6 separate regions of the Mus musculus genome follow, and all the other regions are linked to region 4. A link is a contact called in public Hi-C and HiChIP or PLAC-seq data. All regions are on one chromosome and are shown on one strand. The core of a region is the stretch at or near the end of the contact, and the rest is flanking DNA. Distances in the headings are between cores, read along the strand shown. Region 1 overlaps Grin2b (glutamate receptor, ionotropic, NMDA2B (epsilon 2)). Region 2 overlaps Grin2b (glutamate receptor, ionotropic, NMDA2B (epsilon 2)). Region 3 overlaps Gm38911 (a long non-coding RNA gene). Region 4 holds the start of Grin2b (glutamate receptor, ionotropic, NMDA2B (epsilon 2)). Region 5 overlaps Grin2b (glutamate receptor, ionotropic, NMDA2B (epsilon 2)). Region 6 overlaps Grin2b (glutamate receptor, ionotropic, NMDA2B (epsilon 2)).

Region 1 (3,874 bases), core at 33-2,532, 430 kb after region 4:
CTAATGCTGACTTAATGTCTCTTCACATTTTTCTAAAGCATTTCTTCTTTATTCTGTCTCTGTCTCTCTCTCTCTGTCTTTCTTTCTCTCTCCAGTTCCAGAGACCTAATGACTTCTCACCCCCTTTCCGCTTTGGGACTGTGCCCAATGGCAGCACAGAGAGGAATATCCGTAATAACTATGCAGAAATGCATGCCTACATGGGAAAGTTCAACCAAAGGGGTGTAGATGATGCCTTGCTCTCCCTGAAAACAGGGTAAGAACGGCCTCCAAGCTCAGAGTGATACACCTCTCACATCCACTGGACACAGTTTGAACTTGAACCATACTCATTAAATCAAAAGACTGTTTCCAAGTCAAATTTGATGGCATTATTCCAACCCTTGTACAAGAGTTCTTATGATGTTACTTGCTTCTATATACCATCCTGCAAATTGTTTTCTGCTTGCATGAATGTGGGCATGGAGTGGAAAAGAAACAGATCAAAAACTAAAAAGGAAGCGTCAAGGAGAGAGCGCATATCTGTTACACATGAGCTGTAGTCTAAGAGGTGTAATAGACAGTTCCGGTGTCTAGGGAGAAATGAAACAGGAAGTGTGCAAAATTTGTAGACGGCAACAAGTAGAAATGTGTTGATTGATCCCCAATTTCAGCTTTGATTGTCACTCCTGATAGCCATTCTCTGTACCCAGAGTGTATTTGTTCACAAGCTGTTAATGCAGCGATTTGGGCACACTTGTCCTTTAGTTGGAGAAAGTGAAAGCTATGAAGAATGGCCAGCACTTGAGCACTGTAAATGTCGAAATTTGGAGGCCAATGGGTCATACAGCTGTTTCCCTCTCTCCTATGGTGACCGTGGACCTCCTCTGGCCACCTTTGCGTCTTAAGGTTCCCAAGTACCACCTAGATTTATGGCCATTTAGAATGTGGAGGCATTCAATCTCACTGTTCTGAACAAAATCACAACAGGTTTCAGAAGACAGGATCTGAGGTTAGGGTAGGAGTGCTCTGGATAGTCCAAACTACGGGATCCGCATAGTTCTCAATTATACCGGATGCTTGGTGTTTGGGCATGCCACCAACCTGCATTTTATAGGATGCATTTTGTGAAATTGCCTGTTGCTAGTCATATCAAAAAGGGCTTGTGGGCTTGTTTGTTTGTTTGTTTGTTTGTTTGTTTCCCTTTTTCTTGAGGAGTGACAAAGATGCCTAGCCTGTAACTGTTGTGCAGGCTTGCATGCCCTGCTCACTTTCATGCCTGTCACTTGCATGGCTTTATCTGAACTGCTCCCTCAGCCTTTCGGTGTGGAAACGTTTGGAAACAGTGATTGGTGCATGCCGCCTCGCTCTTAGCCCACCCCATCTTTTCTTGGTGCATCCCTTCTTTGCAAAGCTCAATGTTTCACGCAATGTGCATGTAGGCTTAGGAATCTGAAAGTCCTTGGTCCTTCTGAATGCTACCTTCTTGCAGTGCTGTGAATGTGCTCTCACACGAGCTTGCCACCAGCCTGGCCCCTCAAAGCAGAGTCACACAGCACAAGAGAATGCTGAATTCTTTCTGACCACCAAAATAGCCACATATCTACTGAAACATATACACCTACACTTTCCCCCACTCTGGACTGTAATGAACTGAGAAATGAAAAATGTTATATAACTCTTACCCGTGCTATTTGTTATCACTGCGGTGCTTACTTTTCATTATTTCTGTTATTATTTTTATTGATTCCTTTTTACTCCTTCTCCTTTTCAGACACAGCTTATGAGTTGGCCTCAGGCCCAACTTACATTCTTATCACTCCTGGTGGGAGGGGGGAATAAAAGAAACAACTCCTTTCAACCTGAAGTCCCATCAAGGGCAGCCTGGGATGCAGGCTTTAGACTCTGACAATAGTCCAACTTGAGCCTTACTGTGAGCCAGTCCTCCACATAGCTTCTGCAACCCTACCACTTCAGACTAATGCCCCAGTAGGTAGTACTGTTGTGTAATTTCCTCCTTAGTATATGTTGGTTCGCTTCTTTCTTGTGCAGGAAACTTGATGCATTCATCTACGATGCAGCCGTGCTCAACTACATGGCTGGAAGAGACGAAGGCTGCAAGCTGGTGACCATTGGCAGTGGCAAGGTCTTTGCTTCTACGGGCTATGGCATTGCTATCCAAAAAGACTCTGGTTGGAAACGCCAGGTGGACCTTGCTATCCTGCAGCTGTTTGGAGATGGTGAGTTAAAGTAAAGGGGAGTGTCCACTTGGCCTCCACCAATAGCTGTTCTGAAATAGCAACCTTTATCCTCTATTTATCCAAATCAGCATGTCACAAGATATGATTAGATTGGAGAGTACGTTTTGAATTCTTAGGGCCACCATAACAAATGACAGGAATGGTGTGATGTAAACAGTTGAATTCGTTGTGTTGAAGTTCTGGGCACTACAGGTATCAGTACAGGAAGCTTCACTTGGAAGTGATGAGGAGGAATCCTCTGTATGCTTGTTGAATGGCTTTTGATGTGTCTTCTTGGTGCTCTCTTCTTGTTGGTTCCACTAGGTATTCCTTGACTTGTCAAAGCACCACTCAGATCTCTACTTTCATCCTACCTGGATGAATGTCTTTCTCCTGTATTCATCTTTCTCTGCATCCACCCTTTTCTTAAGGCCAATCACATGAGGTTAGGGGCCTGCTGGGGATTGCAGTGTGCTTTGCCATTATTAATTGCATCTGCAATGACCCAATTTCTAAATCACACCCTAAGCTACCATAAAGGTGTGGTTTAATATGAGAATTACAAGGAGACATACTTTAACCTGCACTGGGTAAAGATGAGGGAGGAATTAAAGTAGTTGGAGATAAGGGAACATTTGAAGATTGTGTGGGACTTTGATGCCTCCGGGAATGAAGTAGGCTACAGTTAGATGTCACCCTACATGTGGCACAACACCAGACAGATGTAGGGCAGTGCTCTTTCTATTCCAGGAGGAAGGAAAGTGAAACAAATGTTTGTCTGTTTCTACATCCTTCATTCTGTCCTGCCACGGTCTTCTGGTTGAAGAGGTGGAGGGCAAGGATCCTCAGATGTAGATACCAGAAGGCATTTCCTGTGTCTTTCTGGTCATGGGCTGAACACTGAGAAATGTATCTCACCGGACTACTATCTTCTGCATTTCTCTTCATGTCCTTGCCCAAAACAGTCTACCCATAATCCTCACACACAAACTAATCTAGATAGAGATGATCTTCACTCTGCATGGTTCTGAAGTCCACCAGACACGTGGGTCTGTCAACTAGGTCCATGGGACATTTTTTATTAGGGAAGACATCAGAGACACAAGGCCAGGGTCAGGTTTCCAGGTTCCACCTGAATCTGGCTTCTACACTAGTTAGAAAAAGCATTGTTGAATCAAAGAAGAGAAGAAACGTGAGTGGATTTCTATAAGAACGAGTAGGGGTTTGTAGCTGGAATGCTGATAAGCCATGCTGGTATAACCAGTAGTCACAGCCAAATGGATCCAGACTCTATTACCAAGTAGATCAGTAGAAAGGATTTTGGGATTCATTGTGCTATGCAAATGCAAAATTTTAGCAAACTAGACTTTCATTTGTATGAATTAGTGACATCCTGGAGTAGGTACTTGTTTTCTTTGTCTTTTGCTTGTTTGGTTGGTTTTGGTTTTTGGTTTTTGGTTTTTGGGTTTTGGGTTTTGGGTTTTGGGTTTTGGGGGTGTTGTTTGAGATGTTTACATTTCTACTGATTAGTGTCTAGTGATAGTAGGTCAGAGTCTGACACAACTGGAGAAGTCCTTGTCCCTTTAAGCAGAGTTGAGAGGAGGCAAGTTTAGGTGATCATGTTTCATTCCAGCTTCCTCCTCATTTGGGTTTCA
Region 2 (4,035 bases), core at 898-3,397, 350 kb after region 4:
AGTTTTAGTTCATGGGAAATTCTTAATATAGTACCTGTCATGTACCAAGGTTTATCATAAATGTGTCCACTATGATTGCATTTGAACACAGTTTAAACAAATGATACAACTGAATCAGATTCTAGAAAAGAAGAAAATGACCCCTTATACACATAGAAACACACACTAAGAACAAATTCAATTTGGTCTTGAACCAAGACCAAAGCTAGGAAGCAGCAAATGAAATTGTTCATGTACTTGATGATGACTGAACAAGCCACCATGAGGACATGTGGCTCTATTCTCCACATTTGAGAGGCAGAAGCCAGAAGATCAGCAGTCCAAGGTCATCCTTGGGTATGTAGCACATTCCATGCCAACATAGGTTACTTGAGACCCTGTCTCAAAACAAACAAACAAACAAACAAACAAACCCCCAAATTGATAATGAGCATCCTTTCTCCTGTCATTCTGAGATGACTTCTGGGAAACAGGATATAGTTGAGGGATTGATCACTTGTCTAGTATTTTTGAGGACCTAGGTTTGATATGACTTTTTGCTCATGGACTTTCACAGTTCAAATACTAATGAGTAGCAAGATCATGGCAGATCAAGTCTCCAGCAGTCCGAGGGCTACACAGAGTCACGGGAGTATTGGAAATACTGTTTAGACTAAGCATTCTGTGGCCTCTCAGTAGCCTTTCAATAGCAGCCGAAGCACATAAGGAGGCACACCTATTTATGAAACCTCAGAGCGTGTCCTTGTGCTCTTTGATATACTTGGATCCTGTTTCATTGTAATAAACCACAACTTTGTGGTTGGTCATAAAGGACTCCCCTTTATGGCTTCTTCCATCTGCGGTGGATAGACCGGCTTATAACCATAAAGGAATTCCTTCCACAGGAGAACATTGTTTAATGATAAAAGACAAAGCCAGATTCAGGGTTGCATATAAAGGAAATGTTGGCGAAGAGGGAGACTGAGTTACAGCAACACCTGATACGTACATAGTGTTTTGTGGCCCACAGACATTAACATTCCCACAGTGTGACTGGGCATGAGCTTTGGCTCCACCCTGGAACCTCTGGGGAGTGCTAACTCTCAGATTCTACCAGGAAGCTCTAGAGATGAAGTCCGGTCATCCGAGGCTTAACCTATAAAACCCAGGGATGGTTTATAACAGACATTTCTTTTCCCGGGGGGAAGTATCTGTTTAATAGATACTTAAGCTGCTGCGCTGCTTCTGTCCCCTACTCTCATTTTATCTCCCAGCCATTAAGCTTTAAAAGAAGACCAAATCTTTATCCTTTCATAAAGGAGAGAAGAAAGCCATCAGCCCAGCAGGAAAGAGTTAAGACCTGTCCCAGTGGCTCTAGGAGACTCTAAGTGGCCCACAGAAGATGAATGCACCAAGCACTCTTCTAGGGATTGGCAGAGACCAGGGGAGGGCAGTTTTGAACAAAACTGACCCCTTCCCTGGCTTCAGGGAGCTCATTTCCTGGTGGGCGGGGCTAGGGAGCTAACACATGAGCAAATGAATGAATATAATACCAAGTGCTCTGGGAACCGTGAGCCAGGATGCGGTGGCTCTGAGCCATATGGTCCCAGCCTCAAAGGGCCTCCTGGAAATGCGATTATTCATAGAGAAAGTTGCTACTTGTATGTGTACCAATTGTGAAACATTATTTGGGGAAAGTTTAAACCATGACTGACTTCAAGTAAACATTTAATTTTTTAAAATTATGCCGATAGACCCTCTGCTGAAATTTTATAAAGCTGTTGTGCCGAGACTTCAGGCACATTCCTACCCATGGAACGGAGCAATGTGGTGTTAATATTTGATCTCCTTTTGTTGTTATGCTGTGGCTAGCCCATAGAGAATGAGATGAATTTTTGTAACCATTTCAATATTTATGCTTGCGTTTCCCAACAAAGCATGAATGTTCATTGTTCACTACGAGCTATGTATGGTAAGTTGCCTCTCTAATCTGCTGTCATAAGCGAACATGACATCTTTTGGCTTTCTTTCCTGACTGTTAATTATGGCAATTATGTCACTTTTTTACTTGTCCTCACTTGACCCTGTAGCATCCCAATGTGACCTTACACAGGGACGTGGTGCAGATGGATATAAAACAGGAAGTTCTCTGTCTGTTTTTAGATCATAGATGTGATCTGTGTGTCCTATAGGAAAGATGGGACATCTAAAGGTTAAATTGGCTCCTAGCACTTAAGGATTCAGATTTCTGTAGAATTCTGGATTTCAGAATCTTCTAAATATCAGAGAGAGCAGCAGCAGCAGCGGACTATCGCCCTTCTGGAGCTAAGGAGAGCAGTCTCCTTTGGCTGCACTACACGTTCTCCATTTCCACCCCTGGAGACACTGGAGAGTCATCTCCAAGAACAGAGAAGATTTCAGAAAGCACCCATTCCTTGTTTAAGAGCTAAAATGTGTGCCTTGGGAAAGGGCACACTGGGATTAAGGGGTACCCAGTTTATCTGGCCTTTTGGTGCCTCCCTGCAGTTCATCTTGAGGTCTCTAGAGGGCGACTGAGACTTCTGTGCTATGTCTTCGAAGTCTGAACCACCTCAGTCTGTAATACACTAAGTCTCCCATTTCACCTTAGAAAACAATAGACACTGGGTGAAGGCCCCTCTATTTCTCAGGCAACAAAATATAGAAACAATATGCCACCATTTAACACCTTAAAGCGTTGCAAGAGGATTTGGAGTGATCCAAAAGTACCAGTGGGCCCAGAGGAGAAGGCTTCAACCAAGAGTAAGGAGGGCTCAAAAAGGTATGTTGGTGGGGAGTAAGAGAAAGAAGTGTAGAATTAAAAACAAACAGACAAACAACAGAAAAATAAATAAAAACAAAAACCCCACTCCCCTTAGAATAGGAAAATGCCGTCACATCTTAAATGTAAAATGAAAAAAAAAAAACTGACAGCGATTAAGGGAGGAAGGGAGAGAGAGAGAGAGAGAGAGAGAGAGAGAGAGAGAGAGAGAGAGAGAGAGAGAGAGAGAGAGAGTGTGTTAGTTCAGCGCTCCAGATAGAAAGGAAGAAGGTAATGGCATTAATTGCTTGTATATTTGTGCAAGTTCTAAATAAGGATGTGAGGGGAGGGCCTAGTCTCTCTCTGTTCCAGGAAAGTGGCATTTTAGATTCTCCCACATCCTACTCCTGAAGTTAGAAGCATTCCATCTCAGAGTGGAACTGGTTCTTCAGAGAACCACAAGGATCATGTAGCCACATTTCAGAGCACAGACAAATCCATCCCGACTGGCTTTTCTGCAGTCTGTGAGAGTCTGGCCTTTACCCCCCTGTGCTGTCAGCATGCAGTCAGCTTTAGTCTAAGTCCGCAGACATAGGTGAAGGACTCAGTCATAGAGACCCCTGCATCAGAGGCTAAGAGAAAAATCAAGGCGAATGTGACAGCTCACTCTCTCTCTCTCAAGGACTGTGTGCACTTAGCAGAAGGGATAAGAAGGTCAAGAGGCAGGGAAGACTATGAGGAGCATGCTGCAATGAGATACTCCCTGGACATGGCCCCTGCTCTTACCAAAGTTCTAGCTCAGCCTGCTTCCAAGTGTGGGCGGAGCTTGGAGATGCAGGAATGGGATAAGCCAGAAGAGATGGGGGCGTAGCTTAGAGATGCAGGCATGGGCTAAGCCAGAAGAGATGGGGGCGGAGCTTGGAGATGCAGGAATGGGATAAGCCAGAAGGGATGGGGGCGGAGCTTAGAGATACAGGCATGGGATAAGCCAGAAGAGATGGGGGCGGAGCTTAGAGATGCAGGCATGGGATAAGCCAGAAGAGATGGGGGCGGAGCTTAGAGATGCAGGCATGGGATAAGCCAGAAGAGATGGTGGCGGAGCTTAGAGATGCAGGCATGGGATAAGCCAGAAGAGATGGGGGCGGAGCTTAGAGTAGCAGGCATGGGATAAGCCAGAAGAGATGGTGTGCTGCTGCTTTTGAGATGAACTTGTACGATGAACTCCTCTCTTGGATTACTCTTTCTCCGTCTCATATTCCTTGATCTGAAGAAAGCTC
Region 3 (3,969 bases), core at 1,279-3,778, 470 kb after region 4:
TAATATCCTTGTCTTGCTCAGACCCCTGCAGTGCCCCAGTGCCCTGGAGGGAAACAGCCTGTTTCTCTCAAAACCATTGTCCTCTTCTCCCAAATGCAGGTCCTTCCCAGGTGGAGTCTGGCAGGGGTGAACCATCTACACAGGAACACAACAAAGTTGAAGAGGGCCAGCTGAGAGAAAAGAGGGTCGGGAAAGGAGGGGACAGGGCTCACAGGGAGTGTAATTCTATTATTTGGAATCTGGTCTGATCTTGAGATAACCCCACCTCTCTCACACTAGGAATAGCACAGTAGATTCTTTATAATGCTGCCAGCATAAGAAGAATTTGATGTGGACAAACCAATCACGTTTTCATGACAGTCTCTTTTCTGGCCAGTTCATGCAGGACAAGCTGTGTCATGTGACTTACATACAATACAGCAGGCTGTGTGCAGTTTTTAACTAATTTTAACAGAAAGGGGAAACAGAGGCACCCATGGGTCCAGAACCAATGTCTGTTCAAGATAAGAATCTCAGCCTTTCTACCTTGTACTCTCACAAGCCCAAGCATCACATTTGGGTGGATCAATGTCCCAGTGTTCAATGAGCACTGGGTAAAGCATGGGTAAGATAGAGGCAGATGCTTACTGCAGTATCTCATTTATAAAGCCTCTAGCCTCCTGTAACCCTGTAAATTCTCAACTCTTATAAAGCCACTGTCCTTCTCTTGTATGTTTGGGCTTGTTGTGGCTTAGGTACAAAATGTCTTCCAAAAGTCCCAGCAATGAAGATGCCATCACCTACTGGTGACACACAGTTAGGAAGTGGAAGATTTTAAAAATAATTTAAAAAAAACTAAGGCATAATTGAAGGAAGCAGGTCATTGGGAATGTTTCTCTGCAGGTCTATTCTCTGTTTCTAAGCCTCCATGAGCTGAGTGGCTTTGCTAGACTACAGACTGTTCCCTTGCTATAGGCCTAAAGCAATGAAGCCAACCAGCTGTGGAGTAAGGCCTGTGAGACAGCACACCAGAACAAACCTTCCTTCCCTATAAGCTGATTTCTTCGGGTATTCCATCACAGCAACAGGTTGGTTAACACAAGGCTGGATCAGGTTTGACTTCCCCCATTTCCCATCTCAAGAATGTGACAGTTGCAAAGCTCAGCCAAATCGACCTCAGAAATATGCCTAAAATTCCCTGCAGTCTAGGTCAGGCCCTCCCTTACTCGGTCAGGAGCAACACAATGGCAACGAATGGTGTCCTGAAGGTTCTTCTTCCCCCTCAGAGTTCCAGGCCCATCTGTTCTTCAAATGTGCAAGGTGACCACACAGTAGAATTCTGGTTGTTGATACCTTAAGCCATCTGTGTCTTCTACTTTGTACCTGTGAATGGACGTGAACACCTTCGAAGCATCCTTGGTATTGCCAGGACTCCATTACCCCACCAAATGTCAACTTAAGAGTCACCTTCTCTTTCGAGCCTTTTCCAGTTGCCTCAATGATAGAAATCCTTTTTTGCCTTGACTTTTGGGACAACGGTTGCCCTTGTGGTGGAGTTGCCCATTCATGACTTCTTCCCTGAGTGGGTGAGCAGTGTGATCCAAAAACAGATATGTAGAAAATATAATAAAAGAGTATGGAGGTCAGGCTACTGTCTCACCTGACTGACCCTCTGGGTAAGATGAGTCTGACCTACAGCTCCACCCAAGGCCAACCCATAGATACTCTGCTCTGCCCCAGGTCCACACACTCAGCCTGCTCCTCCTTGCTTTTTATACATGTGCACGTGCGGACACACACACAAACTCATACTCATACGCACACACTCACACTCATATACACACACTCACACACTCATCCATACACATTCACACTCATATACACACACACTCACACTCATCCACACACTCAGCACACTCATCCACACATACACACACACACACACACACACACACACACACACACACACATACACACACACTCCAGGCCTCTCCCATCCTGAGAAATTCCTCCACCCCCAATCACAGACCCAGTTTTAATTGTAATCAGATCTCTTTTAATTACCATCATATGCACATCTCTGGAAAAAGTAGCCCACAGCCTACTTAGTGTAGTTAACGTTTATTGAGGATAATTAGGTGCCGTCCACTGAGCCAAGTGATTCACATTATGTTTCTGTGGCTTCCAGCTACACAGTGACACACAGACCGTTATCACAACAGTTGATGGACTGGTAAACTAAAACTTGCTTTGATTAAATAACTTCTCCAGGCCACACAAGAAAGAAGTGGCAGATTCAGAATTTGATCCCTTGTCATCTGTGACGTTTGTCTTATAAATGGGGAATATTTATCTTGTTTTCTTCACTGATTTATCCCCTAGGACTTAGACAAATGTTCAAGACAGAGTGGATGTTCAATCAATATTAGTTGAGTAAGTGAGACTGTCATGAGGGTTTCCCCTCAATCACGATACAGAACTGCCTAGTCAGCCCTCTTTTCTGCTGCTTCCTTTTCTGCAGTCTCTGGTCTGCCCCGCTGTGGCCTCCTGCTGTATTGGCGAGTCACGTCTGATGTATTTCCTGCCTCTTCTTCTGCGTTTCCTGTCCCCATCAGCTACATGTTCTGTTCCGGTTGCTCCAGTTTCTGTTCTCCTCCACCTTTTCCTACTTGCTGTCCAAACAACAGTGGTCAAAATAAACACAAAGATGTGACGTCAGACTCTTATTTCATACAGCCCTCCTCAAATTTGGGGCAGAGAGCGGCATTGCTAATCCATCCTAGAGATGAGGCATCACTAAGTAGTATTATGTCACTTTTAGGGAATGTTGAGAATTGGCAGTCTCGAAAAAGGGCTCTGAGTCCGCAAGCGCTCTCTGTTTACACTGATTGAACTGTCTGCTGGAGCTCATGATTGTAGATCTATACTAATAATCAGGTCTGAGCGATCATCCCAGATTCATCCTTGCTACACCCAGGCGTCTCTTGGTGATAACCAGCGTAGCTTTCTAAACTAACTCACTAGTGTTCTGTTTTATAAAAATATAAGGGAGAGAAGAAATATGTTTGGTGGAGGTGCAGTCAGGTGTGGGGGAAGGGGATGCCTCTGTGGGCCCTTGCTGAGCCATCCCTTTCCCCTGAGGGACCAGCCACATGAAGGTATAGTATAGAATAGAGTTTATTCAGGGCATGGGGAGGGGAATTAAGGGGGGGGGAAGGGGGAGGAGGAGGAGGAGGCAAGTAGCCCCTTTTACAGTGAGTCAAGCACACATGGGACTGTTGCTAGATAACTGCGGGGCGGAGCCTAGACTAAATGCCAACATCTAATAATGTAAACAATTTACTAGTCCATCTTCCCTCTCTCCTCACCTTCCTTGAGTTCATCTTGGCAAACTGCACTGACATCTGCCTGGATGCCACCGCAGCACAGGGTGCCACTGTTCATGCGGCCATCACTAGCTCCTGTTCTTTCTCCTGCTCACACACCCTCAACTCCAATTGGACTCCCAACTCCTGCACTTCACCACGCCTCCTAAGCAGGGGCGTGCCTTCTGAAACACTGGTGCCATTCAATGGGCGCAGAGCTTCGTGGTTCCTTGCCTCCTAAGCACAGAACACACTATCTGTCCCTGTCCCGTTTCTCAGCTTACATGTCTTTGTCCCTACATCGTCAGCACGAGCCCAGCCACACCTTGAGCAAGTCCCTTTCTTTCTTTTACTAGCGTTTGTCTCTCTTCCCCCCCGCCCCCCGCCTGCCATTTCCAGTCCTTTCCCCCTATAAAATCTTTATCACGCATCTGCTCTCCTTCTCTTGACCCATTCCCGTTAGACCTGGGTACAGCTTCGCTCTTTGTCCCCCTGTATAGCTGGGACAATTTTCCTTTAAGACAAAAATGACCCCAATTTCACACTGAAGACAGGGCCCGTCCTGAAAACTAAAAACGCTGATTGGTTTTTGCATCCAACCAATCTTGCCCAAATAACTGTGCGG
Region 4 (4,342 bases), core at 1,521-4,020:
ACAAATTCATGAGTCCTGGGGGGTCCCTGAGGTCGTTCTTTGGAAAGTTTGTGGATTTTTGTGAGAAGCCCAAATGTGGGTGGGTGGAGCCTGGCTGGGTGGAGATTCCAGTTAGTCAGGACACCAAGCTCAGAGAAGGTTTTCCTGAGCTACGTGAGTGTATGTGGGTTCAAGTGCAGCCTGGGTGACATAGTGAGACTGTTTCAAAATAAAAAGTAGGAATGGGGCTTGGGATATAGCCTAGTGCTGGGGCACTTGCCCAGCATGTGAAGAGCCCTGGGCTCAACTCAGTCCCAAAAGAAAAGGGAAGAAATAAGAGGTGGGTGTCACAAGTCTGAGAATCAGGGAGAGAAGCCCTCGGGTCCAGGGAATGTATGCCGTGGAGGAAGGATAGCACTTCTCATTTAGCTCTGTGCTTCCTAAGATGTCTTAGTCCTGTCATCAGAACAACTAAGCAGGTCAGAAGCCTCAGAAAAACCCAAGAATCACTGAGTCCATGAAAGAGTGGGCAGGGAGGCCTGGGGATGTTACCAAGTACTGTATACTCATGTAAGAAATTCTCAGAAAAAATAATTTCATACAAGGAACTAAGCAGCTGGTTGGGAAGACAGGAAAGACACTGAAGGATACAATTCTCCATTGAGTTTCATGAAATTGCCTTTTTATTATAGGTCAATAATGGTTCCTTTGTGTGATTGAGACTATCATGATTGAATTGCCAATAGTACTGTATGGCATAACGCAGATGGCTCAGGGATGTTTTTTTTTTTTTCTTCTGACTGGTCAGCTCTTTCTCCACCGTGCTGATGTTAATATGTTACATACCGGGATGATCTACGCACGAGATATCTTTCAGTCACTGTGAAAGTCAGCGGAGTGAACCATGCTCTGCATCTCTACACAGAACAGGTAGACTCGGAGAGTGAGATGGCCAGATGCCACCTCTCACTATCAAATCCTTGAAATGCTTACAGAAATCAATTCAGGCTTGGATGATGAAAACGACCTGGAATTAGACTCCCAAAGGAGAGCACCGTGGACTGCGCCACGGGCAGAGGAGATGTGTGTTCCTTCTTTGCTCTCTGCTAGGGAAAGTGGATAGACTGAAATGGAAATGTTAGGTTTGGGCAACAGGAGAAATGAAAACAAATAAGAGTAGTATGCAAGTTTTGGAAAAGGGCATCGGGAGGGAAGGGTGGCCCACGAGGTGAAACGTAAAAGATAGCCATATTTAGAATAGTAGGTTACCAGTCAACCCACAAGGGTGCCTAAGTGGGTGTAGATCTCATTTCAAAAGAAAAAAAGAAAACATTACTGTAAGAGCAAGGGCAGCGTGCTTCACTGTGTCCTGGCTTAGGGCATCTGCCTTTGTTCCAGTCACTAGAACATGCACATGATTGGGTCCAGTCGGCCATTGTGTGCATCCAGCAGAGAGCAGTGACCACATTCCACACTTTCCCAAAGGAGTAGATGCGCAACCTCACTTTGTCTCGGGAAAGAATGGGAATGGTCACAGAGAGGCACACGGTATTGCTTTTGAATACGCGATATTTGTGTTCTCCTCTGTGTGTCGTGAAAACATTAGATGCCAAGAATTAGCCTGACAAAGTTCAGGGAACGGGAAAAAACACTGCTGTGGAGAACCCGCCTGAGGTGTTCCTGGTGCTGACTGGACTAGAGGCCAGTGCGCATTGGCCCGTAGACCGGAGTTCCAGGCTGCTTGGAATGGGACCGATCCCTGTGTGTTCCGGTCACATTCTCCCAGGTTGGTGAGTGAGAAGCCCGTTGTTTTACTGCCATAAAAGTTCACCTCCACTGTAACAGAGACAATGGGTGAGAATAACAAGGATGTATCTACAAGGATATTAATATTGAAGAATAGATAATACTACAAGTGATCACAAGGACTCCCAAAACATAAAACAGCTCAAGAGGGAGAGAAATGGCTGCTATTTTCCGTTTTAGAGAAGCTGGGTTAGTCAGTGCTGTAAAATCATTTCATATGGGAAACATTCGTTTGTCTATCATTTTTGCTTGAGATCTTTAAATAACGCAATCCACTTAAAAAAGAACCCCAAAGTCCTCAAATCTTTCCCAGCAGCCGGAAAATATCACACACACTCACACACACACACATATACACACATACACACATATACACACACACATACACACACATACACACATATACACACACATACACACACACATACACACACACATACACACACACATATACACACATACACACACATACACACATACACACACACACACACACACACACACACACACACACACACACACTGCTGTACAATTCAGCCTTTTAATTACATTTACCTGCTTCCCTATTGTTTAACTGTCAATTTCCTGCACTGAAGACAGATCTCAAGCTCCCTGAAGACAAGAATCCTGTCATCAAGTTGCACTCTGCACCCGGAAAGCAGGTACTAAGCAGAGACTGCTGAATGGAACCAGGGGAGTGGTTTCAGTGTCAGTCTGCAGCATGGCCTTCGGGTTGAGGTGCACAGCCCTGCGCGGTGGTCCAAGGTGGCCACTGTTTCCCCTCTCCCTTAAGCCGCCCCATCTCGCTGCTATTCCTTCTTGCTGCCAGGAGGAGGCACCACGGCCTCGGGTTAAGCTTTTCCCACCCCCTGGCTACCCCACTTCCCCCAGCTCATGACGTGAGAAGCAGCCTCAGCCAAGAGTCTTAGCAGTGGGAGTGAGGGGGTGATGGAGGGGGTTTGGGAGTGGGGAGGGGTGGGGGGTGGAGAGCAAGAGGACGCGCGTGCACACACACCCTGCCTCTTGGGTTTCTCCTCCTGAACCTCCTGTGTGAGAGGTAGGGTGTGTGTGTGTGTGTGTGTGTGTGTGTGTGTGTGTGTGGTGTGCGCGCGCGAGCGCGCGCTTGAGTGGCACGTTCCTGGGTGTGAGACCCAAATCAAGACCAGGACCTTTGATGTCCCCGCCCTCCCCGCGTCGCCGGTGATTAATACCCATTTTTCTTACTCTCCCCCTCCTCCCCTGCTCTTCCTCTCCTGCTGCCGAACGCTTGACTTGCCCCCGCCCGCTTCCCCTCCCCCGGCTCCCATCACCACCAACTGGAATCTGGGCTCTCTTGCCTCTCCACTCCCCCCCCCCCTTTTTGAGAAAGGAAGGTCCTCCCCCACCCCCTTTCCAGCACCACTTCCTTGGGTTCCTTCACCTCTAGGAAATCTCGGGGCTTGGCTCTATGGAGAAGCGCTTCTCGGGTCAAGCTGCCTTTCTATCCCCGGCATCCAGCGGAGCTGGCATCCGAATACATTTCCTTCTGCTCTGCAAAGAGTCGTAGTGAACTTCCCAACCCAGGAGACTGATCCATTTATCCTGCTTTGCAGGAAAGAAAACGTCTCAAACCCTCGACACCCGCCACCCCTCTCCGGAGACTGCCACCTCGGAGGTGCAGAACCGGTACGTAAATGCCCGCTTTGGAGTCTCAATTTTGAGGGTTTGGAGAAATCAGGCAGATAAAGGCTCGAAGCCTTGGCACTGCTAACCAACCTGGTATTGGGTACAGCTTTCCAATCCAGCAGCACCGGGCACTTGCTATTTTGGATGGTTTTTTATTTTTCCTTTTAAACAAAAGGATATTTTTGGGGAGGGGGAAGGGGACAGGACTGCCTTTGGTCTTTCTGAGGTGGTTAATCCCTTCTAGGGGAGAGGCTGGGCAGCGGTGCCAGAGGCGGGAGCCACGCGCTGCGACCCTCCAGTCCAATCCTCTGGCTGCAGGTGCAGCCCGGTGCGCTGCACATCAGCGCGCCGGCGGCGTGAGTGTGCGCGGGGGTGAGTGTGAGTGCGCGCGGGGGCGCGTGCGCGTCGGGGGCGTGTGTACGCGCGTGTCAGTGTGCCCCATCCAAGAAATGCCCAGTGTGCGGCCGGTGCACAATCAGAACCCATTGAGCACGAGCCCGGGGTGGGAGGAGGCTCCGCTGCTGGAGGAGATGAGGAGAGCGAGCCAGACGTGTCAGCAGCATTGCAGATGGGGCTGGGGGCCGCACTCACTGGCGAGTTAAGTGGGGATGGTGTGCGTGCATGCGCGCGCGCGCGCGTGTGTGTGAGTGTGAACTGCTGTGTGGAGCCTCCTCTCCCTGCCTTCCTCCTTGCTTTCCACTTCCCTCTTCCCTCTCTTCCATTCAGGTTGGCTTTTCTCACCTTTCATCCATGCCTGTCCCAGGAACGGCATAGGCAGACCTTTTCGGAATTATTTATAGATTGGTGCCAGCTGTTTTCAATTCCTCTGGTGTGTACTCTGTGGGAAATGCAGGGTTTCCTCCCCCTTTCCTTATAACGACTTGGTATAGAG
Region 5 (3,885 bases), core at 312-2,811, 310 kb after region 4:
CATCTGTAATATGGCATCACATCCGGCATCACATGCAAGCTCCCTGGAGCAGTGAGTGCCTGCGAGACGTGGCTTCTCACTTTTCTGTTCCCACTTGACCATTGTCACATGCCCTAGCAAGTGAATTTCACGTTACTGAGAGGCGGGAGAGCCAAGTTGCAGGTTAAATGAGGGCAAAGGCTCTTATGGTTGCTTATAGTTTCCATAGCAAGGCTCTCACATGAGGAGAGCACCTGAATGGACATGGATAGGCAGGGCTTGGGCGTCCTTACCTCTGGTTCAGAACACTAAGAACCGACTCCTCTCACTTCCTTCCTAGCTTATGTTCTTGTTCCCTATCTCACCTCTTCCCCTTCCTTTAACATTTTCTGGCCAGTGGCCCTGAGTTGCTTTCAGATTTGTGCTTTTCTTTTGATACTGAGTTATAAGTCTACCTTGCACAGTTCTCTGGCAGGTTTGACAGCTCTGCCGTTCCTGGGCTTGAGGCAAGACTCTTCTCATCCAGGCAAAGAGCCACAAGTAGCAGAGTCATTAGAGCAGAAGAGGAGGGATAAGTGCCCCCATTTCATGGTTTACAGAACCATCTACACTGCAGAACTAGCAAGAGAGCTTGACAACACACGTTCTCGGGTTCTATCCGAGGAATATCGATAGAGTCCTAGTCTTAGGACTAGGGTCCCGAGATCTGCACATTCACCAGGATTACTGGGTAAGTATCAGGGACCCAGCTTGATCTCTTACAATAAACCTGCAAGGGCCGATGGCATGCTAACATGTACATGCCTGCGATGCTTTCTTTAAGCCATGTTTTCAGGCTGCAATTTTAAAGGAGGCACAAGAGCTCTAAAGATCTTAATTGTTCTTAGTTGAGTGTGAAGGAAGACCTATGAACCACGATAGACACCATCCTTCAGTTTACGTGTGCTGGGTAATCTAAAATGGCCCAGAAACTACATTTCCAGCCATTTACTATCTCCAGGGATGTCCTGAGCATGTTTTTAAAGTAGAATTCCTGTAAGTTACAGGCATAGGTTTTTACTAAGGGACAGTAGTACGGGAATGCAGTGTCTGTCTTGACAGGACCTAACTTTCCACATTCAATAAGATCCTCACCCATGTAGCCTCCCCTCCTTACTGGACCTGAAAAATGAAGAACAACATCTAGTTACTCGGTGCAAATTACTAGATTAAATAATGGCTTAAGAAAGCAAACAAATTAGCTGCAAGGAGATTGGGATCCTCATTCATAATTTTCCTCTTTGGCTCCAGCTGGAGTGCCTCAGACCTCATCCCTGCTGTCCTGAGACCTTCCTGCCTAAGATGTAGATTTGGCAGCAGGGTTGCTTTAGAGGCATTCGCGCTCCAACTGGAGCCTCAGGTGTGGTTAGGCAAAGAAATGAGAAGCATGAAACCCTCAAGATAATTCATCTCCTCCAGGTGGTTCCTGTCCACAGCCGGCCCTTATCTCCTCTTTCTGCAACACCTACTTACTTGGATCTTGACTTGTTTTTGGCAGTGCTCTGGATGTGCAATGCGGTTGCCATGGAGATGCTACCCAGCATGCCGCATGCTGTTTCATCTTCTCTCCATCTCTTCATTTCTCTCCAGTGTGTGCTTGTTCGCTCCCATTCTACCTCGCAGACACCCACCCCAACCTTTTTTTTTCCTAATTGAAGATATCAAACACCACACTTCTTCAAGCCGTTTTGCTACAGCCCCCCCTCCCCCGAACACACACACTCTTATTGAACGTGTTTTAATTTCATATAATCAGAATAACCTGTACTGACTGGGAAACAGGGAAGAAAGTTGCCCCAAATGTTAAATTTCCCTTGTTTATGCTGGTTGCCTGGGAGGCTGAGGGAATTCAGGCAAGTGTTAATCAAATTAACATCCCTCTACTTTCCCGGAGATTAGGTCTTTACCAGGTGGAGAGAGACTTAGTAGCAATACCTGCTGGTTTCCACCTGAGCTCCTTCGCATCTCTGCTCTGCAGATAGCTCTGAGATGCCTTCGCTCCCAGTTGCCTGCCCATGAAATATCCATTTTGCCCATTATTTGCATTAAGCCTTAGGCATCGCTGTAGATGCCAGCATGCTGCATTGTCAGGAGTTGGTCCACACATGAAGAAAATCGTCATGTGACTATTGACTGCTAACCTCCCCCTCCCATGACTCTTGTAACTGGCAGATAATGAGAAGAGCTGAGGGAAAGACTTTGTAAGTATGTGTACCTAACCAGGTGAAAATTTAATAGTTTCTCCTATGTATACCAAAGATGTTTTTCTTTTTCTCGATAATTAGAAAGACACTAGGAAATAAATATATAAACATACCTTTCCCTCATCCCCTTCCTTAAAAAAAAGCTCTCTCATCTGTAATGTCATAAGCAAAATGAGTTATATTTCTTTCTTTCCTAAACTGATAAAAGAATTCACATTAGTAAAAACAATCCCAGAATTACCTTTTACGTATGTTCCAGGTGCCTCAATTTTCTAAACTCAAAGCAACCCACTAGGCAGTCACCTTAGATGATCAACAAGACACAGCCCGATATCGTTTTCTTTCTTCTATAACAAAACTGCTCAGAAACAACCAGGGCTCGCCATTCTCTTCCCATGGCTCTCCAATGTGTTTACTTACCTATGTCTGCTTTCTCAGGGCCGTGAGAGGACAGGAGGGCAAGCAGGTCACGTGATCCAAAAGGTAAAGCTGACTTTAGGGATGATTTAATGTGGAAAACAAAAAAGGAGACATTTTACAGGGACCTGCACAAGAATGAGGTCAACCTACATTTTCTCTCACTGCTTTTAGAAACCAGTTTTTGATACTTCATTTTTTTTCCCTAAAATCAATAATTGAGTCACTTTCCCCCAAAGAAACATTCTCCCTTTCCCTCTCCCTCTGTGTGTGTATGTGTATTGATTGTGTACGTGTGTGCACGTATGTGCATGTATGTGCATTGTGTGTGTGCGTATGTGCGTGTGTGTGTGTGTGTGTGTGTGTGTGTGTGTGTGTGTGTGTATGCATGGAAAAGCCAGAAAGTAGTGAGAGCCACTTTCCAAGCTAGTCTTCTAGAAGTTCTAACGAATCGATAGGTGTTTATTGAACACTTAGCACCAGAAAGGAACTAATTTAGATTCTGCAAGAGGATAATAGGATGAGATTTGACTCTTTAAATAGTGCATTGTCTGTCACAGAATTCAAGTCACGGGCATGAAAAGTTAAATAGCCAACAGGAATAAAATGGGCTGTAGGAACAGTACATGAACTACTGAAATGTAGTCCACAAGCTAGAGGACAGAGGGAGGGGAGAAGGGAGGAGGCCTGCATGGGCAAGAAAGTGAGAGAAGGTGGGTAAGAGCTTAGCGGGGCTATTAAGCAGGAGCAATATTCAAATTGCATTCATATGAAAGTGAACAGTAGAGAAGCAGACAAATGCATCTGTTCCAAGACAGCAAAGAAGCCACTTGACTTTAGCAATGGCTCATCTGGAGAACGGGAGAGAAGTCCAGCTGTGCAGATGGGGGTCAAGGTGTGGAGGGAGGGCCCTGAGTCAAGTTCAGCTCTTACTCCAGCTAGTAGGAAGCCATTGGAGTTTTGGAAGCAATGGCTGACACAGCAATATGGAGTCTATAGTAGGGATGCACTTAAGGATCTTGAGGATGTAAGACAGAGGTCTCAGAGACAGGCTGTTTGAGAGATCTGCATAGGAAACGATAAGGCTCCATAGCACAAAAGAAGGAAGGAGGGGACTCATGCAGGGGCTTCTTGTAAGGGCTGGTGGGCTTGTAATTCCAGCATTTGGGACAAGAGCAGGAGTGTCAAGTGATGAGTGAGGATGGAGACACCTGGCAAGTCTCAGGACTGAAGGAGTCAGACAAGC
Region 6 (4,028 bases), core at 1,372-3,871, 380 kb after region 4:
TCGTGGGTGCTGAGACCGGCCTGGAGCCAAGGAAAAATCAGAAACAGGTGGGGGTGGGCTTGGGGGCGGTGCTTATGTCAGTAGCTGGGGGTGAGTTATGAATGCATTCGGAAAGTCAATTACAACAGTGATCATCTCTTTTTTTTTTCTTTTAAAAACTGTTATATGCACATTTCTATCTAATCTATTGTCATCCAAAGGCAAGTGTTAACAATAGCAATGGATCCGTTAAGACTAACCTGTCCTAGGAGCAAAGGAAACTGTTTCAAAATGGGAATTTATCTGTTTGAAGTCAGATCTCTTGAATAAAAAAAAGAGGCATTTTTTTTTCAACAGCTTGCAGCAAGCCAGGCAGGGGATGCGTGGTAAATATTAAAATCCTCATTAGAGTAAGAGTTGAATTTTACCCTGTGGCTCTTGATGACGCAAGAGTATGCTGACAGCTTCCATTTCCAGTTCTGGTCAATGTCCTCATGGACCCTGTTGGTCACCCTCCCACCCAACCCCCATCCCCACTTTCTTCCATGAATTCCTTTTTAAAAAAGTAAATAGCATTTGCAAGGCTGGTTGAAATTCAGATGTGGGTGGGTTCCACCAACAAGACTGCTCACTGGGCACATCTGGAGTAGAGTCCTGGTTGCTTTCATCACTAGAAAATGCCCAAGCACCTGGTGCTGGTGCTGGTGCTGCTGCTGCTGTTGCCACTGATGGATGGTGGTGGCAGTGATGATGATGATAATGATGATGATGGGTGTGGGAGGGATGATCTGGGGGGGTCACACTTTAAAGGCCACTGGTTTGAACCATTTATCCTTACTCCCCATTGATGAAAAAATCTGCAGACTTGCACAAAGCCACAGCCTTCTAAGATGAAGGCTCCCAAAAGTGAGGGCTTCTTTTCCCTCAAGACAGGTTGAAGGTGTGGCTGATAGGGAGTGTAGATGCCCATGCATGCAATGGACCGTGGCCTCACACTGTATCCTCTTCCTGCCTCTCCTGTTGCTCCTTCCCAGAAGATAGGCTGAGTGAGCACCCTTTATCAGAAAAACATTCCTGCGCATGAATTTGAGGTCATTTTAGATTTTGAATCATGATATATTTCCCCATCTCCCAGTTGTAAAAGGAAGAGCTTGCTAGAGATGAGTGCTCTCAATTCTTGCACTCCACAGGATGACACTGTTGTTTAGATTAAATGCTGCTTAGAAATCCCATTACAGTTGTTCTGAAAAATAAGAGTTTTAACGGTGAATAAGGGATTCGGACACAAACTTGACACCTCTCTAGATTGCTGTCAGAGCTAGATCAGACAGTCAACATTCATGTGCACTGAACCCCACGGTGTGCACTGAACTCCACGGTGTCCACTTCCCCTTTCTCCAGACCCCTGGACTCTTTGCTGTGTGCCCACCCTCTCCCCCAATGCCCCTGCATGTTCTTCTATTTACTCTGTGGCCCAAAGTCACTTCATACTTTATTAACTCCCTCTGCTTAATTAGACAGAAGATGAGATCCAAACACAGTGCAGAATACATGGAAATTAACTGACGAAATATAAACAACAGGCTAAAGAACACTTGTTGGAGCCCCACTCCCACCCCCAGAAAATGTTAACTGTGGAAGCGGAAGCATTGCTGGAATGTGACTTCCTCACAGACCCACACAGGATTGGAAACGTTATACTGCTTCACTGGAGATTGGCTCTGTGGTATTTACTCCGGCATCGGTCCACCCCGGTGAGCTGTGACTCCCACAGACTCATATTTCTGTCTCCTGCCTAAGGAATCCTTTATCTTATATAAGCAAAATGATGTTGAAAGTGGAGGCATCTGGATGCTTTGCCTTTCCCTAGAATATTTGGCTTGTGGCTTGAAAGATGAGGCAAGCAAGACAGTGACAAACCCTAACGGGGGTTACAGTGATTTTAGTTTCCTGCCTCGATCACCCCCGTTTTCCTCATTGCAGTGTCAATATACCCAATAGGACTGAAGGAAGAAAGGTTTTCTTTGTTGATGGAATGCAGAAATGTCAAGCCAGAGACCACAGCTATGACTCTGGGCTACAACATGTTGAAGGAGAATGTCATGGTAGCAAGAACCTATGAAGGAGTGATGATTCACTTCATGGGTGTCAGGAAGCAGAGAGGACATGGATTGGGGATTTTTCTCTGCATTTTGATGAATGGCCAGCAGCATCTCAAAGGAGGAAGGATTTCTTTGGGCTCATAGTTTCATGTCAGGGAAGGCACGGCAGTGTTGATGGTGGTGGGAGTAGCTTGGTCCAGGGTGGAGGGAACATTGGGATTCTTGCTCATGTCGCAGAGGATGGAAACCAGAGAGAACTCAGTCCAGAACCAAGGCTAGCCTGAACTGCTCAGAGCCCACCGCCCCCGTGTCTCACATCCTCCAGCTAGACCCCACCTCCTACAGATTCTCCTCCCTTCCATAAACACTGTCACCAACTGGGAATTTAAGTTCAAGCACATTAACCTGGGGAGGGACATTACATTTTCAAACTATAACGGAAGGACAAAACTCAGCGGCCAAGGATCCACCCAGTGATCTAATTCCTCAAGTTAGTCTCCACCCTCCACAGCTCCCAGGCTCTCCCAAAATATCTCTGCCAGCTTGGGACAAGTGATTCAACACATGAGCCTGTGGGGGGTGTTTCGTATTCAAACCACAGTGGCAAGTATAGACGTGGAATTTTATCTGTGCCGCTCAACCTAACTTCACCTTCACTTTTATTCTAGAACCTTCTAATGTTACACTAAACGTACTTAGAAACTTCTCTGCCTTGCTCTTTGAGCTTCATTTAAAGCTTTAAATTGGCAGAGGCTTTTCAATTCAGTTGTCATTTTCAATGAATATTTTTTTTTCAGTCAAATGGCTTTAGTTAAGTTGAGGGACAATTTAGTTTTAAGGTGAGGAGCACTGAGGCAATTTAGTAATTTAATTCCACCATGTGGTCTGGACATGAACCCAAGGCCTGGGGACTGGTGCCTCTCTGTTAATTAATTCTCTATGTCAGACATCTGGGAAGCCGCCTCTTCCGCTTGGTCTGAGTTGACTAATTAATTAAGCTGTGTTTGTAAACAGGCATTTTCTCCCCTAGCCCTTTTTTTGTGATCATCTGTTTCTTTAGCCACAAGCTGATGACCCTACTTAATGGCAAACTACCTAGCCAATAATTCCAATCTCCTACAGGCTCCGGACAGGTCGTTTGGAGGCTGCCCAGCACTGGGCAAATCTGGGCATTGGAAGAAGGTCAGTAAGGATTGGGATTCAATTAAGTCATTTATTAATTATGTGGCTGCAGGCGAATTGTCTCACATCACAAAATGTCAGTTTCCTCGTTCCCTCCTTCAACCCTTACCGCTTAGCCTGGGACCTGGAGTGTGGTTGACACTCTCTATACTCCAGGTATGCCTCTCTGAGGGATCTCCCATACTAACCTTGACTTTGTGCTGAGCTCAGGGATGGCTAGCTTCAAGCTACTTCTGTTTGCATTATTATGCTGGTCTTTCTCCAACCCATTGTTGATAAGCTGACAACTGTTGTGACCTTTACGCCTTACAGAGAGAGAATCCGTTTCTGCAATGGGAATGGACAAAATCCCAGAGCTAGCCAGAGATGGAGCATGACCGTTGTCTTCATACTCCTGGCCTTGAGCTTCTTCCTTGGAGACCAGGTTTCCTCCTGACCTTCAGCAGAATGTAAAAGGAGGTGCTAAACACTGGGAGTGGGGCAGGAGGAGAGTTACAGGAGTGCTGCCTGAAATAGCACCTCATTAAAGAAATCAATGCTAATCAGTGATGCTCACGGTGGCGAAGCACCTGTTAGCCATCATCACCCAATAGGAAGGAGCTTGCTGCTAGGTCCCCTCCCTGGAGCATCTTCCCTCGACAGCCCACCTGCTTTGGCTAAGTACGTTGTCAGCAAGTGATGTAACTCAATGTTTCTAACTAATTTCAGTAACATTTGTACATCGGCAGTTCCATATATGACCGGTTGTATTATCAGCTTTGTGCG

Evidence for each region. A called contact is a pair of places that touch in the nucleus more often than the background predicts. HiChIP or PLAC-seq counts read pairs in DNA pulled down with a chosen protein or histone mark.
Region 1: a contact with region 4 is called in a Hi-C map of cerebral cortex, with 8 times the contacts expected there. The contact joins the enhancer-like site here to the promoter of Grin2b in region 4. A contact is called at or near these places in 1 of 39 promoter capture datasets (neural stem cells), 1 of 484 Hi-C or Micro-C datasets (cerebral cortex), 5 of 115 datasets of contacts at active chromatin or transcription factors (SST interneurons, VIP interneurons, astrocytes and 2 more) and 1 of 9 other capture datasets (liver).
Region 2: a contact with region 4 is called in an H3K4me3 HiChIP or PLAC-seq map of forebrain, with 6 times the contacts expected there. The contact joins the enhancer-like site here to the promoter of Grin2b in region 4. A contact is called at or near these places in 10 of 39 promoter capture datasets (cranial neural crest, embryonic stem cells, frontonasal cranial neural crest and 5 more), 10 of 484 Hi-C or Micro-C datasets (cerebellar granule neurons, cerebral cortex, cortical neurons and 5 more), 7 of 115 datasets of contacts at active chromatin or transcription factors (PVALB interneurons, VIP interneurons, astrocytes and 4 more) and 1 of 9 other capture datasets (adipose tissue).
Region 3: a contact with region 4 is called in an H3K4me3 HiChIP or PLAC-seq map of embryonic stem cells, with 5 times the contacts expected there. The contact joins the enhancer-like site here to the promoter of Grin2b in region 4. A contact is called at or near these places in 3 of 39 promoter capture datasets (embryonic stem cells, hippocampal neurons and stem cell-derived epiblast-like cells), 1 of 484 Hi-C or Micro-C datasets (pancreatic cancer cells) and 5 of 115 datasets of contacts at active chromatin or transcription factors (astrocytes, embryonic forebrain, embryonic stem cells and 1 more).
Region 5: an H3K4me3 HiChIP or PLAC-seq map of forebrain shows a contact between it and region 4, with 3 times the contacts expected there. The contact joins the enhancer-like site here to the promoter of Grin2b in region 4. A contact is called at or near these places in 3 of 39 promoter capture datasets (embryonic stem cells and liver), 1 of 484 Hi-C or Micro-C datasets (cerebral cortex), 8 of 115 datasets of contacts at active chromatin or transcription factors (SST interneurons, embryonic basal ganglia, embryonic forebrain and 5 more) and 3 of 9 other capture datasets (adipose tissue, embryonic stem cells and liver).
Region 6: a contact with region 4 is called in a Hi-C map of forebrain, with 5 times the contacts expected there. The contact joins the enhancer-like site here to the promoter of Grin2b in region 4. A contact is called at or near these places in 2 of 39 promoter capture datasets (the 3T3-L1 cell line and second pharyngeal arch cranial neural crest), 3 of 484 Hi-C or Micro-C datasets (cortical neurons and forebrain), 5 of 115 datasets of contacts at active chromatin or transcription factors (SST interneurons, embryonic forebrain, embryonic stem cells and 2 more) and 1 of 9 other capture datasets (adipose tissue).

The regions. Positions count from the first base shown.
Region 1 is chr6:135,737,304-135,741,177 of GRCm38.p6, reverse strand. Grin2b (glutamate receptor, ionotropic, NMDA2B (epsilon 2)) reads left to right here. Exons shown (of 15, transcript NM_001363750.1): 12 at 96-256; 13 at 2,032-2,219. All of the region lies in intron 1 of Gm14329 (a long non-coding RNA gene), which reads right to left. Among named protein-coding and RNA genes, the nearest start is that of Gm14329, 6.4 kb to the right of the region's middle. Within about 2 kb of position 1,282, at least 4 of the 459 cell types and tissues checked have an H3K27ac peak or open chromatin away from gene starts, as enhancers often do. A contact at or near this core is called in cerebral cortex, where this site is marked.
Region 2 is chr6:135,826,638-135,830,672 of GRCm38.p6, reverse strand. The region is part of intron 6 of Grin2b (glutamate receptor, ionotropic, NMDA2B (epsilon 2)); the gene reads left to right. Among named protein-coding and RNA genes, the nearest start is that of Gm14330, 24 kb to the left of the region's middle. Within about 2 kb of position 2,147, at least 17 of the 459 cell types and tissues checked have an H3K27ac peak or open chromatin away from gene starts, as enhancers often do. A contact at or near this core is called in PVALB interneurons, VIP interneurons, cerebral cortex and 2 more, where this site is marked.
Region 3 is chr6:135,699,685-135,703,653 of GRCm38.p6, reverse strand. It overlaps Gm38911 (a long non-coding RNA gene), which reads right to left. Exons shown (of 2, transcript XR_869507.2): 2 at 2,085-2,651. Among named protein-coding and RNA genes, the nearest start is that of Gm38911, 13 kb to the right of the region's middle. Within about 2 kb of position 2,528, at least 24 of the 459 cell types and tissues checked have an H3K27ac peak or open chromatin away from gene starts, as enhancers often do. A contact at or near this core is called in embryonic stem cells, where this site is marked.
Region 4 is chr6:136,171,973-136,176,314 of GRCm38.p6, reverse strand. It overlaps Grin2b (glutamate receptor, ionotropic, NMDA2B (epsilon 2)), which reads left to right and starts at 2,770. Exons shown (of 15, transcript NM_001363750.1): 1 at 2,770-2,842; 2 at 3,378-3,450. Gm26653 (a long non-coding RNA gene) reads right to left here and starts at 3,287. Exons shown (of 3, transcript XR_378074.4): 1 at 3,206-3,287; 2 at 2,341-2,461; 3 at 605-1,815.
Region 5 is chr6:135,857,322-135,861,206 of GRCm38.p6, reverse strand. The region is part of intron 5 of Grin2b (glutamate receptor, ionotropic, NMDA2B (epsilon 2)); the gene reads left to right. It overlaps Gm14330 (a long non-coding RNA gene), which reads right to left. Exons shown (of 3, transcript XR_003956535.1): 2 at 2,643-2,715. Among named protein-coding and RNA genes, the nearest start is that of Gm14330, 6.9 kb to the right of the region's middle. Within about 2 kb of position 1,561, at least 28 of the 459 cell types and tissues checked have an H3K27ac peak or open chromatin away from gene starts, as enhancers often do. A contact at or near this core is called in SST interneurons, cerebral cortex, embryonic basal ganglia and 1 more, where this site is marked.
Region 6 is chr6:135,796,129-135,800,156 of GRCm38.p6, reverse strand. All of the region lies in intron 6 of Grin2b (glutamate receptor, ionotropic, NMDA2B (epsilon 2)), which reads left to right. Among named protein-coding and RNA genes, the nearest start is that of Gm14330, 54 kb to the left of the region's middle. Within about 2 kb of position 2,621, at least 9 of the 459 cell types and tissues checked have an H3K27ac peak or open chromatin away from gene starts, as enhancers often do. A contact at or near this core is called in cortical neurons and forebrain, where this site is marked.